Regions from separate parts of the Rattus norvegicus genome. Here all the other regions are linked to region 2. A link is a contact called in public Hi-C data. All regions are on one chromosome and are shown on one strand. The core of a region is the stretch at or near the end of the contact, and the rest is flanking DNA. Distances in the headings are between cores, read along the strand shown. Region 1 has its middle 70 kb from the start of Mb21d2. Region 2 overlaps Atp13a5 (ATPase 13A5). Region 3 overlaps Mb21d2 (Mab-21 domain containing 2).

Region 1 (4,097 bases), core at 803-3,302, 330 kb after region 2:
AGGAGCCCATGACCTCTGCATTAAGCCTCTTGATTTGGGGGATAGCTTAAAGGTCTAGAACGTTTGAGAAACACACGTGTCCAAAACCTGCCCTCCTTCCCACGTTTCAAAACGTTAGTTAGTATATTCTCAACCCACTCCTTACCCGCAGTGAGCATTTGATGAATCTTAAGGATAGCGCAGATACTGAGATTGGATAGTTCACTGAGGTCCATTAAGTCTGTGGGTATTAAAGGCAAAATTTTCAGCTAGTCTTGAGGGAACTCAGTGAGAGAGACCATGCCAGCCAGGTACGCAAAGTAGTGATGTGCAATTCGCAGCAAAGGCATGGTCACTTGGAAAACTTCAAACACAACTAACACACTTTTGCTCCAAGGATAAAGGCTCCTAGTAACAGGCTTCACATAGAGACAGAAGGTTTCTCTCTTTCTCAAGCAACCACTCTCCTGGAAGGATCTCTTCCTGACATCCTACTGCTTCCCCACAGCTAAGTCTGATGTGGCTGAAATGGGGCCCTGCTGTGCGTGGGCCATTATGATTCTCATCTCCCTTCATCTATGACAGATGTCAAGAGGACGAATTCTCTCTTGAGAAAAAGCCCCAATTAAATACGCTCATTAAAGCTCTGTGATTCTTCTGCTTTCTTCAAATGCACAGCAAAAAATGAATCTCTTTCTGCTGACCTGAAACCTGGCCAAAGAGTGCTTGGCCCAGGCGAGATGTGGGCCAGCTTCCAGAACCATGTGGGCTGTACACAGCAGTTTCACCGGCAAATGCCAGGCTCTCCCTGCTGCCCCTCCAGCTGGTGGTCAGACACTGGTGGGTGCCTGCATAAGGAACCCTGAACAGAATAGCTCAGTTTACTCACGATCAAATGGAAGAGAGCAAATTACAGTAAAGTGAGTTCAAATCTGTCCAGTCAGGCCCTAATTGGTCTCATCCACTGGTCCTGGCTTTCTGTGTATATGATACAAATCAAGACCGTAAAGGGAGCATGAAACGGAAAGCAATCGTGTGAGCTAATTGGATAAAATTTTCGGCATCAGATACAGTGTGTGAATAGAGGATACTGACAAAGCCTGGAAGACTATGGGTCTGAAGAATACAGTCCCTCCCAGGCCTGCTCCCACTGATACCACCATGAAAATGCGGTAATGTTTACAACATACTTACTGTCTAATAGGTGGTGCTGTGTGGTTGAGTGCTGTGCGTTAATTCATGGCTCATTACTGTGTGTTAAATCATTTACTCCTGTAAAAGCCCTTTGATGAGATCTAATCACATCATTCTTCCTATTTGCAGAAAACAAAAGTGAGATTTAGAGAGAATAAAATAACCTGTTGATGAAGGTAAGACGAGGCCAGAAATGACAGATTAAAGACCCCTGCGTTGTCTACTACTCTGGTTCCACAACAAACCCTCTGTTATCGAAACCGTTTCAGTGATACTCATCCTCCTCTTCGGCCTCCTTCTGCCCCAGGAGCTTGACTTCTGGTCCTAAGCACATCATGTCGCCTCCTTCAAACTGCCTCACTGTTTCTGTACAAACTGATATGACTGAGATCTTAACCCATTTAAAAATCAGAATATATGTTTTCTGCGGCTCACCAGTCTTTATTTGCACTGATCTCCATGAAATCTTTACACGCATCTTCATTTGGAATGAGCGTGCTGCTTTATTAAGTCACTTTAAATCACTGCCTTTCATTGCTTGATCATCTTTTGTTATTATGACCCGTGTCTCCATCAGATTTGAAGAATACCAGGACATGGACCATGCTTAGAATCATTCTCAGCCCCGGCCCCATGCCCATGCCAGTTGATAAGTGTTAATTAAACTTGATGCAGCCCCTTCCTCAGCTTCAGCAAAACTCCCCATTAGTCGGTATTTAACTGGCCTTATGAGCTCCTGAGGAAACTGTAGGAATACAGCCATCAGCCAGAGAGTCTGAAAAACATGTGACTTTCATAGGACTCAAAGAATGGGCAGAAGACTCCCTGACCTACACCCATGTTCCTCTGTGCCAGCCTGGGTGAGTCACCCGCCAGTCCCTCACCATGTCCACACACCTCCATGTATTTCGCAAGGTCAGAACAGGCTTTCCTGGCACTGCTGGCAGAGAAAAGACATCTGGCAAACGTGAACATGCTGGCAACCAGGCACCTGGCCCACTTAAGCCAGCTTTAGTTAGGAGCGTCCCATTCTGTATCCAGGCCAATGCTGAGGGTAGGGAATGACTGTGTCCCCTCTCCAAAATCTGGGCTGTGCGAGCCAGGCTCATGATGGTCATCTGTTGCACTATCTGTCCGTGGCACCTGCAACTCAAACAGCCAAAGCCAGAAGTTGTTTGCTGAGGCCTTGGCAATCCTAGCACACCATAGTAACGCCAAGGGTTAAGACGGTGGCGAGTTGTCTAAATTGTCTTGTCAACATCACTCGCAGGTTTCAATATTCAAATGCTGGGAGGACAGACCACAGATATTCCAGGTATACTGCATGGCACAGGTGCCAGTGGAGGGAAAATGGAGCAAACTGAAGAGCTCGCTGATGTCTCAGGGGACGAGGGCTGAGAGCCCTTTACTGCTTCCGTGTTGCTGAATTGCAGATGACTAACAACTTTCACTATATTTCATTATAGCCAGGGAGTCTCAGTTTTGTTGACAAGAAGACAAGATAAAGCAGCCTTAGCAACAGAAAGAAACATTGTCGCCGAGGTTTGAAACTGTATCCCCACTAAAAACAGCATCAAAAGAGACGACAAACTGGAGAACTAGGAACAGCGTGGGTAAACACAGGAAGGCTTTCATTTTTTTCAAGCCTCATTAAAGGCTATTAGATTTTAACCAAAAAATAGTTTTCAATGTATGCGGGGTTTAAAATACATTAACAGTTAAATCTACCAAGAGATTCCAAAGGTCAAGAGAAGAAACAGGAGAATACCATTGTTCAAATAACGTGATGTTAATTGTTATAACATGGTGGTGCTTTGGATGAAAAGGCCTCTGTAGGCTCACATATTTCAAACACTTGGTAGCCAATTGGTGGGTGGTACTGTGTGGGGAGGTTTTGGGGGTGTGACCTTGTGGGAAGAAGGGTGGAACTACAGATGAGCTTTAAGAGCAAGAAGCCAGGCTGGAGAGATGGCTCAGCAGCTCAGAGCACTGACTGCTCTTCCAGAGGTCCTGAGTTCAATTCCCAGCATCCACATGGTGGCTCACAACCATCTGTAGTGGGATCTGATGTCCTCTTCCGGTGTGTCTGAAGATAGCTACAGAGTACTTATATATAAATAAATCTTTTTAAAAAAAAGTAAAAAACCCTCTGTCAGTGAAGTCTGCTCTTTCTGCCCCATGCTCATGGTAAAGGCCATGAACGCTCAGTGTCTTCCTCTTGCCTGCTGCTTACCGCCAAGCCTCCCGCCTGGACGCACTTCTATCTCTCTGGAACCACAAGACAAAGTTAATTTTTTTCTACAAGTTTTCTTGAGGATAATGTTTTATATTTTACAGCAACAGAGAGGTCACTAATACAAACATGACTTAAATAAACACTAAAATAAGCTTATGATGAAGATAACAAAGCGGACATGAAAATCAGATAGCAGAGTTAGAACCAATTTCTCAATAAAAGAGGTGCTGAAATAAAATACTGCCAACTGAATTAATACAAAAGGATGGCATAGAAACAGAAGGAGGGACAAAAATCATATAGGAAACAGAAATAAAATAATAAAAATTAGCAGATTAAACCTAATCTCATCAAAAATCACGCTAAACATAAATAACACAAGCACAAAATTTAAAAGCAGATGCCACCGAATTGTATTTTACATACAGGATCTAACAATATAGTATTTAAAAGAATCACCTTCAACTAAAAAAAATACAACCAGATTAAAAAATATAGTTATAGAAAGATATATATCGATTACTGGGAAGTTTCAGGGCAACAAATAGTATCATACACAAAAGGGATCGTTTTCAATTAATAAAGAACCAATTCATCAAGTTGGGGTATCAACCCTAGTGTTTTTATTATACTACATAGCAGAACTGAAAAAGCTGATAAAACTGTAAGAGTTTAAGGTTTTAACATT
Region 2 (4,456 bases), core at 1,533-4,032:
CCAGAAGTCCATAGAATCCATGATTACAAATGATATTAAGAGGTCAGTTTCCAATGTCCCTGTGCTTTGTGCCTCCTTTCTTGCGGTAACAACCTCCTTCAAAGACCCTGCTTCCCCCTAGAGGGAGCAGGCATGACACGAAAGGGCATGTGATAGAGGAGAGAGGGGTAGAATCCATGAATGTCTAACCATTTTCTTAGGTCTAGTGTGTGCTGTTTTATAGTGATATTTCGTACACCACTCCATTGACTCTGCAGCCCTTCCGAGGTGGGTGAATACGAGGCCAGGAGAGGAGAAATAATTTGGCAATACGCACACAGAATCAGAGTAGTGCCCCTGAGCCCCGGGTGCATTTGTTTGGCTGTTCATGCCCTCATTTCACCAGTTTATTAGCAGAAAAATCTACGGGGGCCACAGCAGTGAGAGAGGCCAAGAAGGTTTCTGGAGCAAATGGAATGTAGGAAAATCATAAATGACATATATTCCTAACAACCGCTTCATAAGGAAACCACCGAAGTCAAGGCATTGCCTACTCAGAAACTATGCTTCTAGCCTTTTCCTTCTCTTAGGGATGCTCATGGGAGAGATGATGGCGTTCTTCCTGCCCCCTCTACTCATGAACTCATGAGTATCTCATGATATCTGCCATACAACCTTGCAAGCAACGGGTAGATCAGAACTATTTCTCTCCTCTTTCTTTCGTTTTCCCTCCCTTCTTCTCGTTCCTCCTTTCTCTTGCTTGTTTAGCTGTTTACTTGATGCACGTTCTGAAATGCCTGTTGTGTGCCAGGCACTGTACTGGGATCAGCCCGACACAGGAAAACAGTGCTCCTCTGGCAGATCATCTTCTGTCAAATGGTCCCAGCGATGCAATAAACAAGAACATGGCATTTCAAACGCTGTCAGCCTGAAGTGGCATCCAGCTCCGTGGGGACACGGGAGAATTTCTATTTGATAGACGCAGAGGTCTCAAGGTCCCTGTCACCCACTCTGTAATAGAGAGTGCACAACCAAACTACTTCCTTCTGACATGTACTCCTACCTCCTCCCACACTAATTCGTTTCAGGTGAATCCATCTCCTTTTGGACTCTCCAGAAAGGCCCACACTGTGATTCTTAAGAATATATGAATAGTGTTAGTTCTGTGTAAATTTATCTACCTGAGCATATCTGGACGTGACTTTATCTGGTCACCTCCTCTCTGACTCCAGTGTCACTGGGGATATAAAAGGAAACTAGTTGCTATTATCATATCAACCAAAGCCATACTCTGGATTAATTTGTTTTGTCATGAAATAATCCGTAAGTATCTACCTATTAGAGGGTCTGGCTTCAAAGACAGCATGGCAGAATTATTTGGAGGCTTGCCAAAGGGTTCTGTCTCTTCTATAGACTCATTCAGAATGCAATTGGTAAATCAACACAGTGGAGGGACATCATAACTATTTTAAAGAAAATGGAGTGGGGACAGTTCTCAGCTTAAGGAATTTACTAAAGAATATTTAGGGTTGCAATAAACAATGTCATAGCTTCTTAAACCTCACTTTGTAAACATACTCCATGCTAGAAAACTGGCTTTGAAAGAACAGTAATAAAATAAACTAAGTATTTCCTTTTATTTAACTCAGACACATGTTTAGCAGAGAACACATATTTGGACCGATTATGTGTCTTAGAATGAAGTGAGGAGTATAAAAATTTCTATATTGCAACGTTCTTGCCCTCCATTATTACCTAGAGACATAATAAAGAAATGTAACTGTAATCAATATAATGCCATTTCTAAATTAGAAAGATAGTATATTATTTTGCTAATTGGACACAACAAAAGACTGATGGAATTTTACACTAGTCCTAGGATGTTTTACCTATGGAAACTAGTAAGCGTTCTGGATGATATTAATTAATTAATTAATTTAGGTCTGTGAAATATTTCCTTTTGAACTTCTATCTTGTTTTCTTTGCACCTTCAATATTCTGTCTTGCAGAATGTCACCTTCCTTGAGAAGGGGACAAAGACTGTAGTAGCCTAGACCAGGAAGCATTAAGGTGTTGACTGAAGGATTGGTAAGGGTTTTGCTCAGCTGAAGCTTATACAGGGATTAGCTTGGGAGGCCACTGGAGCTCTGCTGTGCTTTGGGAATCTAGCAACAGAGTCTGGGCTTTGTTTTGTAACGGCAAGGGGAAAGAAATATTTTTCACAGAACATGGAATAAATGGTATGCTCTATAGTTTTACATCAACTTGACACATGCTAAAGTCAACAGAGCGGAGGGACAATTTGTTAAGAAAATGTTTCCAAAATTTTGGGTTAAAGGCAAGCCTGTAGGTCATTTTCTTAATTTGTGATTGATGTCAGAAGGCGCAGCTCGTTGTGGGTGGGGCCATCCCTGGACTGGTGGTCCTGAGTTCTATAAGAGAGCAGGTTGAGGGCTGGAGAGATGACTCAGTGGTTAAGAGCACTGACTGCCCTTCTATAGGTCTCACAACCATCTGTAATGGGATCAGACGCCCTCTTCTTGTGTGTCCGAAGACAGCTACCGTGTACTTGTATACATAAAATAAATAAATACATTTTTAAGAAAGCAGGTTGAGCAAGCCATGAAGATCAAACCAGTAAGCCACACTCCTTCCACAGTCTCTACATCAGCTCCTGCCTCCAGTTTCCTGATCTGTTTGAATTCCTGTCCTGACTTCCTTCATCGATGAGCTACAGTAGCAAAGTACAAGCCAAATAAACACTTTCCTTCCCAACTTGCACTTTGGTTGGTATTTTGTCATAGCAGTTTAAACACTAACTAGGACACACACGGAATGGTGGCTTTGTTAGGAGTCACCTGGAAAATGTGTACGAGGACTATGATTGGGGACAGAGCTTTGTCTCCTATTTATCATTATATTCCTGGCACCTAGCACTTTATGGCACAGAATTAGCACTTTAAGGTATTTGTGGAACAAACAGGAACATGTGTGGATGTATGGATAAAGGATCAAATGAAAGGCAAATCGAAATAAGCAAGCACATGTTTACAGCTTTTGGAAAGTGCTAGGTGATCGATAGTTAGAACATGGTTAGGTGAGAATTAAACTGCACAGTAAGTCATGACATTACAGCACACATTGTGCACATAGGAGTGATAAGCAATGTTTAAGCAAATATTTAAACTAGAATAGTTGTATGAGCTACAGGTATTCCTGTCCAGTCAGTTGACTCATGGGATGGGTGCTAAAACGGGTTTGCTCACGGCTGTGTAGTTTCTTGAAACTGGCTCTCATCCATTCTGAATAACTGGGTTTACACAGATTCAATAACATGCAACTTTCTTTAGGAGAAAGTATACCTGTTACAAAGACACCATTGCCCCAAACGGAGAACACCATGCCCTGGAAATCACACAGTTTGGAGGACTACCGGAAACATGTGCTCTTCTGCGGAACAGAAGTGATTCAGGTCAAGCCATCTGGCCAGGGACCTGTTAGAGCCGTGGTTCTGCAGACAGGTGAGTTGATCCAACTTTTGTAAACATAAGCTATGCTGGAGGTGGGGAGAATTGGAGGCGGGCAACTTTGTTTAGAATTTTGGAGTTTTTCTTATTCTGGGAATAGCAAGTGATTCTAAGTCGCCATCACTTAAAATTGAACATTTCACTGTTAAACCCTTATACGTGATGAAATACATGAAGAAATGTTGGGGACTTCCCTAAAGGGTAGTGGCTGTAGGCGTCTTTTTTTCCCCCTCAATGTTTCCTCACAAAGCAATGTCAGCCACAACAATCAGGAAAGATCTCTTTTCATTTCCAAAGGTTGCTTGCTGGATACCACCACCAGGCTGCTCTGCACACACTTCAGGGTCAAAGGTCTAGACATGAACTCACTGTGTTGCACTGCCTCTCTGTGAACAGCACCACCATCCAGCCCAGCTGTTAGTGTAATCTTTGATACTTCCCTTTCTCTCGGAACAAATAGACATTGAATGTGAGGACTCTGTTATCATCTGCTGAGTCAAGGCCGTTTGCCTTCACTGTCATGGCTGTCATTTATGCAAGCCTCCTCATTTCCCATCTACACTATCATACCAGAAACATTCTTCTGACTGTTTCCTTTCAGTTTTTGCTTAATCTCTCTCTAAACTGTTACTCAGTCTGTCACCACAGACACATTTTCTTAGCCCAGTTTGCAGTAGTACATTCATACCATGCTCAGAATGTTTTTTCATAACCACATTCATTTTCATTTTCAATATGACCTCACATGACCAAGGCTTCCCATGACCCAGTCCAGGCTGTTTGTGTTTGTGCTGCTGCACAAATCCATAGGCAAAACCAAACATTGCTTTTTAATAATATGCTTTAGTTTAGTTTAATTTAGTGAATTCAAGTTATGCTAGCTGAAAACTGTTTTCATTTTTTTTTTAAAAAGATGACTTCTATGTTAAAACAAGTTAATAGACTTTAGA
Region 3 (4,278 bases), core at 1,097-3,596, 480 kb after region 2:
CATTAGGAGCAGGCAGTTTGGACATAGTTGCCTCCAGCCGTCCCCTGGGCCAGTTCTGTTTCAGGACATGTAATTTGTTTCGTGCTAGCTTCACATTTAGAAGCGCGGTGGATGTAAATTTACAAGGAGATCATCTTCCCACGGAAAATCATTGCCTACAGTGCCTAGCCTCACAGCTGCCACTGCTCAGCAAGCGACTACTAATACCATATTACCCTGGTATGGGGGATTAGAAGCTACATGTGCGGGAGGGAGAGGAAGGGGAGAGAAACAAACCACCCAGGCATCTCCGTGGTGCTCAGCACTTCCTGTCCGCCTCTCCGAGCCTCTGGACTCTTAGCTGATGTCCCACCTGGATACCAGTTACTCTCTAGGCACTCAGTTCTCATTCCACACAAGGACAGGTGCTCTCTGCTGCGAGCGAGCGAGTGACACTCCAGTTGACAGAATTTGGGGATTAAATGCTGATCGGTGTTTTTCAATTCCAAGAGATGATTTCCACTTTCTTAATTGTGAACTTGGTAGAATTTAAGGCAAAGGGGGACAAAACCAGGAAATTAAGCTTGAAATAATTTCTTTCTGTAGGCTTACCTCTCCTTGCTTACCAGCCGGTTCCTGCTTCTTTCATTTTGGGACCCCTGGCTTGGGCAGCTCTCTCGTCTCCTAGGGCATCCATGGAGTTATAAGTGGCAGCGAGGAATGGGGAGGCAGGGAAGGAGGTTCACACCGCCGGGCCCGTGTGAGGTGCTTGTGAGCCAGTGTATGCTTTGGAGTTGGACATTTGCGTTCTAACAGAAAATCCCCAGAGTATGTAGCATGGGTGATCATTTAGCCTTCTGTGCCCCATTTCTTCACATTGGCTGGGATACCGAGAAGACGGTGGCAGTATGCGGTCAGCAAGAGTTCAGGGATGGATGGACAGTGAGGGTAACCTCTGGAGCAGCAGCAGCCAGAGATATATATGTGTGTGTTGTTCTTTGGGGGGTGCCTGCTTGAGATTTATTCGTTGTCAAGTGGATTATGGGGTGGACAGCAGGCGGTGGGGTTGGGACATGAGCCCCTCCTCTTCGTATGTACAGATAAAGCCAAGGGAGCTGCTTAGAGAAGGGTCTGCTTTGCAGGGGCAGCCTGGGGCCGGATGCTGGAGGGATGCTCTTGGGAAACTTTTATCAACAACCATGCATCGTCTAGCTGAGGCGACAGTCAATACCAGAAGGGGAAGTTAACATAACCTTCACTGCCCTGAGATGGCGATAAATCCAGTGCCCACCATCTTCTTTCTAACCACTTTAAAGTAACTTTCAGTGTATCCTCTCCCTGCAGCACACAGCATCGTCTCTGGATTTTGAACGTCTTACAGAGAGGGCTGAACTCACCGTTCACGTTGTCAGGAGTCATGAGGCCGTCGGGCCAGCTCTGTTCCTTCGACGTAGGTTATGCAGCGGCACTCAGATGGCTTTGCTTTCTGTCTTACAATGTGTTCATGGGCACTTGTGAGTTTTAGAGAAACAACCTGTCTGAAGAGTCTGCGTCCGAGTCTGTGGCCTTGATTTCTACAAACACCTTGTTGACAGTTGTGTTATTGTTTAATTGAGAATTCAACAGAGCTTGGTCTTAGGAAAGAAATCAGTGTGTGGCTGGGACCTGAACGTGGCTCCCACTTGAACTTTGTCAGGAGTCTTATGTTTGTTTTGTTTGTTTGTTTGCTTTTGTAACCATTGTTCCTGTGTAATGGACTTTTAAATTACCGAAAGGTCATTGTCCACTTAGAGCTGGGAGCATGCCCAGCATGTGTGGAACACGAGGTTCAAGCCCCACCACCATAACAACGATTAATGGATGTATTTATTTTAATACACTGGCACTCTCGATAGGTTGTAACATTCTCTCACATACGCAAAGCTGTCGTGCGTATTTATCATGGGGGCGTGGCTTTTTAAGCCATTGAGACTCTGTTAGTTAAATCATAACTACTCAGCGTCACCTGCTCTATCCCAGACACAAAGAGCCAGCTTTTTAATGTCATCTATCTGGTCATTAGCCGATGTCTTTCTGAATGGTCTCTGTGGCTCAGGCCTGAATACCTGGAATGGCTTCTTGGGAGCTCCAGCCTCATCTGTGCTGCCCACACTTTCTCCTTGCTCATGTCTTTCCTCACTCATTTTCCGACCTTTTCCATGGCTTCTCGGCCACAGTCCTTCTCTACGACACATACAGAGAGCCGGCAACACTTGGCATTTGGACCTCTACCTTCAACAGCAACCTGCTGGCCTCCTTTACACACACTATCCCTGCTCCGTGTTTCGTGTTTTGGCCCTAGGCGTGGAGGTGTGGACTTTGCACGGAGCGTGCAAGTGCTCTAGAAGTGAGCCTTGTCCCTTACTTTCTTTCACTTTTGCTTTGAGACAGACTCCTGCTAAAATACCCAGGCAAGCCTTGAACTAGCAATCCTCTTTGCCCAGCCTCCTGACCTGTGCCAACCAGCCTGCCGAAGTATTATTTTTTTAAGATTTGGTTTCCAGTGAGTTTATATGTCTCTGTGTAGATACGCGCACCTGTGCGCGGAGGTCTGTGAGGCTCGGATCCTCTGGGGTTGAGCTTATAGGTGGCTGTGAACTGCCGGTGTGGATGCTGGGAACTGAACTTGGCTCCCTTTGGGAGAGCAGTATTCACTAGACCATCTCTCCACCCCACCCCACCCCCACCCGGGGTTATTTTTTTTTTCCCACAGCATCTCCCCCCCATTTCTCTTAACACAGCACATATTTTTATTTGTAGACTGTTGAAAGTCAGAGAACATGACAGACCATTTAGCAATCAGTAACTTTGCAATTAAAGAAGCAGAGGCCGGTGTAGGGGAGGTGACAGCAGTCCTGCAGGTGAGGGACACTCCCCAGGTGCCCTGCCTTGGACCCAGGACTTGTCTGTAGATCACTGGCTGAAAAGGGCCTGCATTCCCACTGCTGTGCTCCCAGGGGTGGATGTCAGACCCTGCCCAAACTCCTTACCTGCCTTGGAATGTTGGGTGAGGGCAGGAGTAGTTTAGCGAAGGGGGAAGCTGGCCAAAAGAAAGCCCTTTTAGAAAGCTTGCAAATGATTACAGGGGGGTAGGGAGTTGAGGCCCCTCTGGAGTTCTGCATACGGTAGGGTAGATCTTCTTGTAAGCACTGATTTAGTTTTCTGCTGAAGGCCAGCCCCGGGCAGAATTGGGAAATAGACAGCTTGGTATGGTGCAGTGATTTGCAAACTTGATTTCTCTGAAAACAAAACACCCTCCCTTCTATCCCCACCCTCTAAGAAAAGAAAGAAAGAAAGAAAAACCCGGCTGACTTCAAATGCAAACCTCGGAGGACACCTCTGATAGAAAGTGGTCAGGTGTGGGTAAGACGCTCCGAATCTCTCCTTCACTTCCTTCAGCATCCACCCCCACTCATGGGGCTCCAGAGACCGCATTTCTGGGCGCTGTTTGGAAATCATACTGCCATGGATTCAGAGCTCTGTAGGTGAACTCCATAACTGCTAAGCCTTTTCCTGTTTTTTTTTTTTTTAAATCCTTTCTGCCAATGTATTTAAAGATTTACTTATTTTATATATGTGAGTACAGTATGGCTGTCTTCAGACACACCAGAAGAGGGCATCAGATCCCATTACAGATGGTTGTGAGCCACCATGTGGTTGCTGGGAATTGAACTCAGGACCTCTGGAAGAGCAATCATTGCTCTAACCACTGCTCTCTCCCTAGCCCCAAGCCTGAGTTTCTTAAAGCCAGAGTCAAATGTGAGACTTTGGTATCCACTATGTCAGGTGGCCTATAATCTGCCTGAGCCATAGGAAATACACAGGAGCTCCTCCACACCCCATTTCCCCCCTTTCTCCCTTTGTCTCTTCTCCCATGCCTTCTTTAGGAGCCTGGGGTGGGGCTGGCGGTGGGAGGGAGGCTCAGGCACTCTTCAAACACTGAGCTCCCCAGCCACTCTGTGGCCCTTCAGCTTAGGTTAGTCTGTCCAACTCCAGATCCTTGGAAGCTTAAGCATTTAGTAGAGGCTTGGTCCCTACCACCAGCTACTCTACACAACCCACAGGTAAGGCCATTTCACTGAGGAGCCCCATAATCACTGAGTGAGGAGAGGCGGCCTGCCTATGTAGAGCGTAGTCCAGGCATCGTCACGATGCCCGCACCCAGTCCTCTGGCAGTTCTCCATCTGCAAACTTGTACTCCTAAGCCAGTTAGAAAGATGGGGCTATGGGCATCCATCCCAAAATGGTTAAAACTTAGAA

Evidence for each region. A called contact is a pair of places that touch in the nucleus more often than the background predicts.
Region 1: a Hi-C map of liver shows a contact between it and region 2, with 6 times the contacts expected there. The contact joins two enhancer-like sites. A contact is called at or near these places in 2 of 12 Hi-C or Micro-C datasets (kidney and liver).
Region 3: a Hi-C map of liver shows a contact between it and region 2, with 4 times the contacts expected there. The contact joins two enhancer-like sites. A contact is called at or near these places in 9 of 12 Hi-C or Micro-C datasets (the A7r5 cell line, the Rat2 cell line, Schwann cells and 5 more) and 1 of 1 datasets of contacts at active chromatin or transcription factors (oligodendrocytes).

Annotation. Positions count from the first base shown.
Region 1 is chr11:85,258,104-85,262,200 of GRCr8, forward strand. No RefSeq gene overlaps it. Among named protein-coding and RNA genes, the nearest start is that of Mb21d2, 70 kb to the right of the region's middle. Within about 2 kb of position 2,053, at least 8 of the 93 cell types and tissues checked have an H3K27ac peak or open chromatin away from gene starts, as enhancers often do. A contact at or near this core is called in liver, where this site is marked.
Region 2 is chr11:84,930,904-84,935,359 of GRCr8, forward strand. Atp13a5 (ATPase 13A5) reads left to right here. Exons shown (of 30, transcript NM_001191657.1): 10 at 3,330-3,500. Among named protein-coding and RNA genes, the nearest start is that of Atp13a5, 52 kb to the left of the region's middle. Within about 2 kb of position 2,783, at least 3 of the 93 cell types and tissues checked have an H3K27ac peak or open chromatin away from gene starts, as enhancers often do. A contact at or near this core is called in liver, where this site is marked.
Region 3 is chr11:85,408,920-85,413,197 of GRCr8, forward strand. All of the region lies in intron 1 of Mb21d2 (Mab-21 domain containing 2), which reads left to right. Among named protein-coding and RNA genes, the nearest start is that of Mb21d2, 81 kb to the left of the region's middle. Within about 2 kb of position 2,347, at least 1 of the 93 cell types and tissues checked has an H3K27ac peak or open chromatin away from gene starts, as enhancers often do. A contact at or near this core is called in liver, where this site is marked.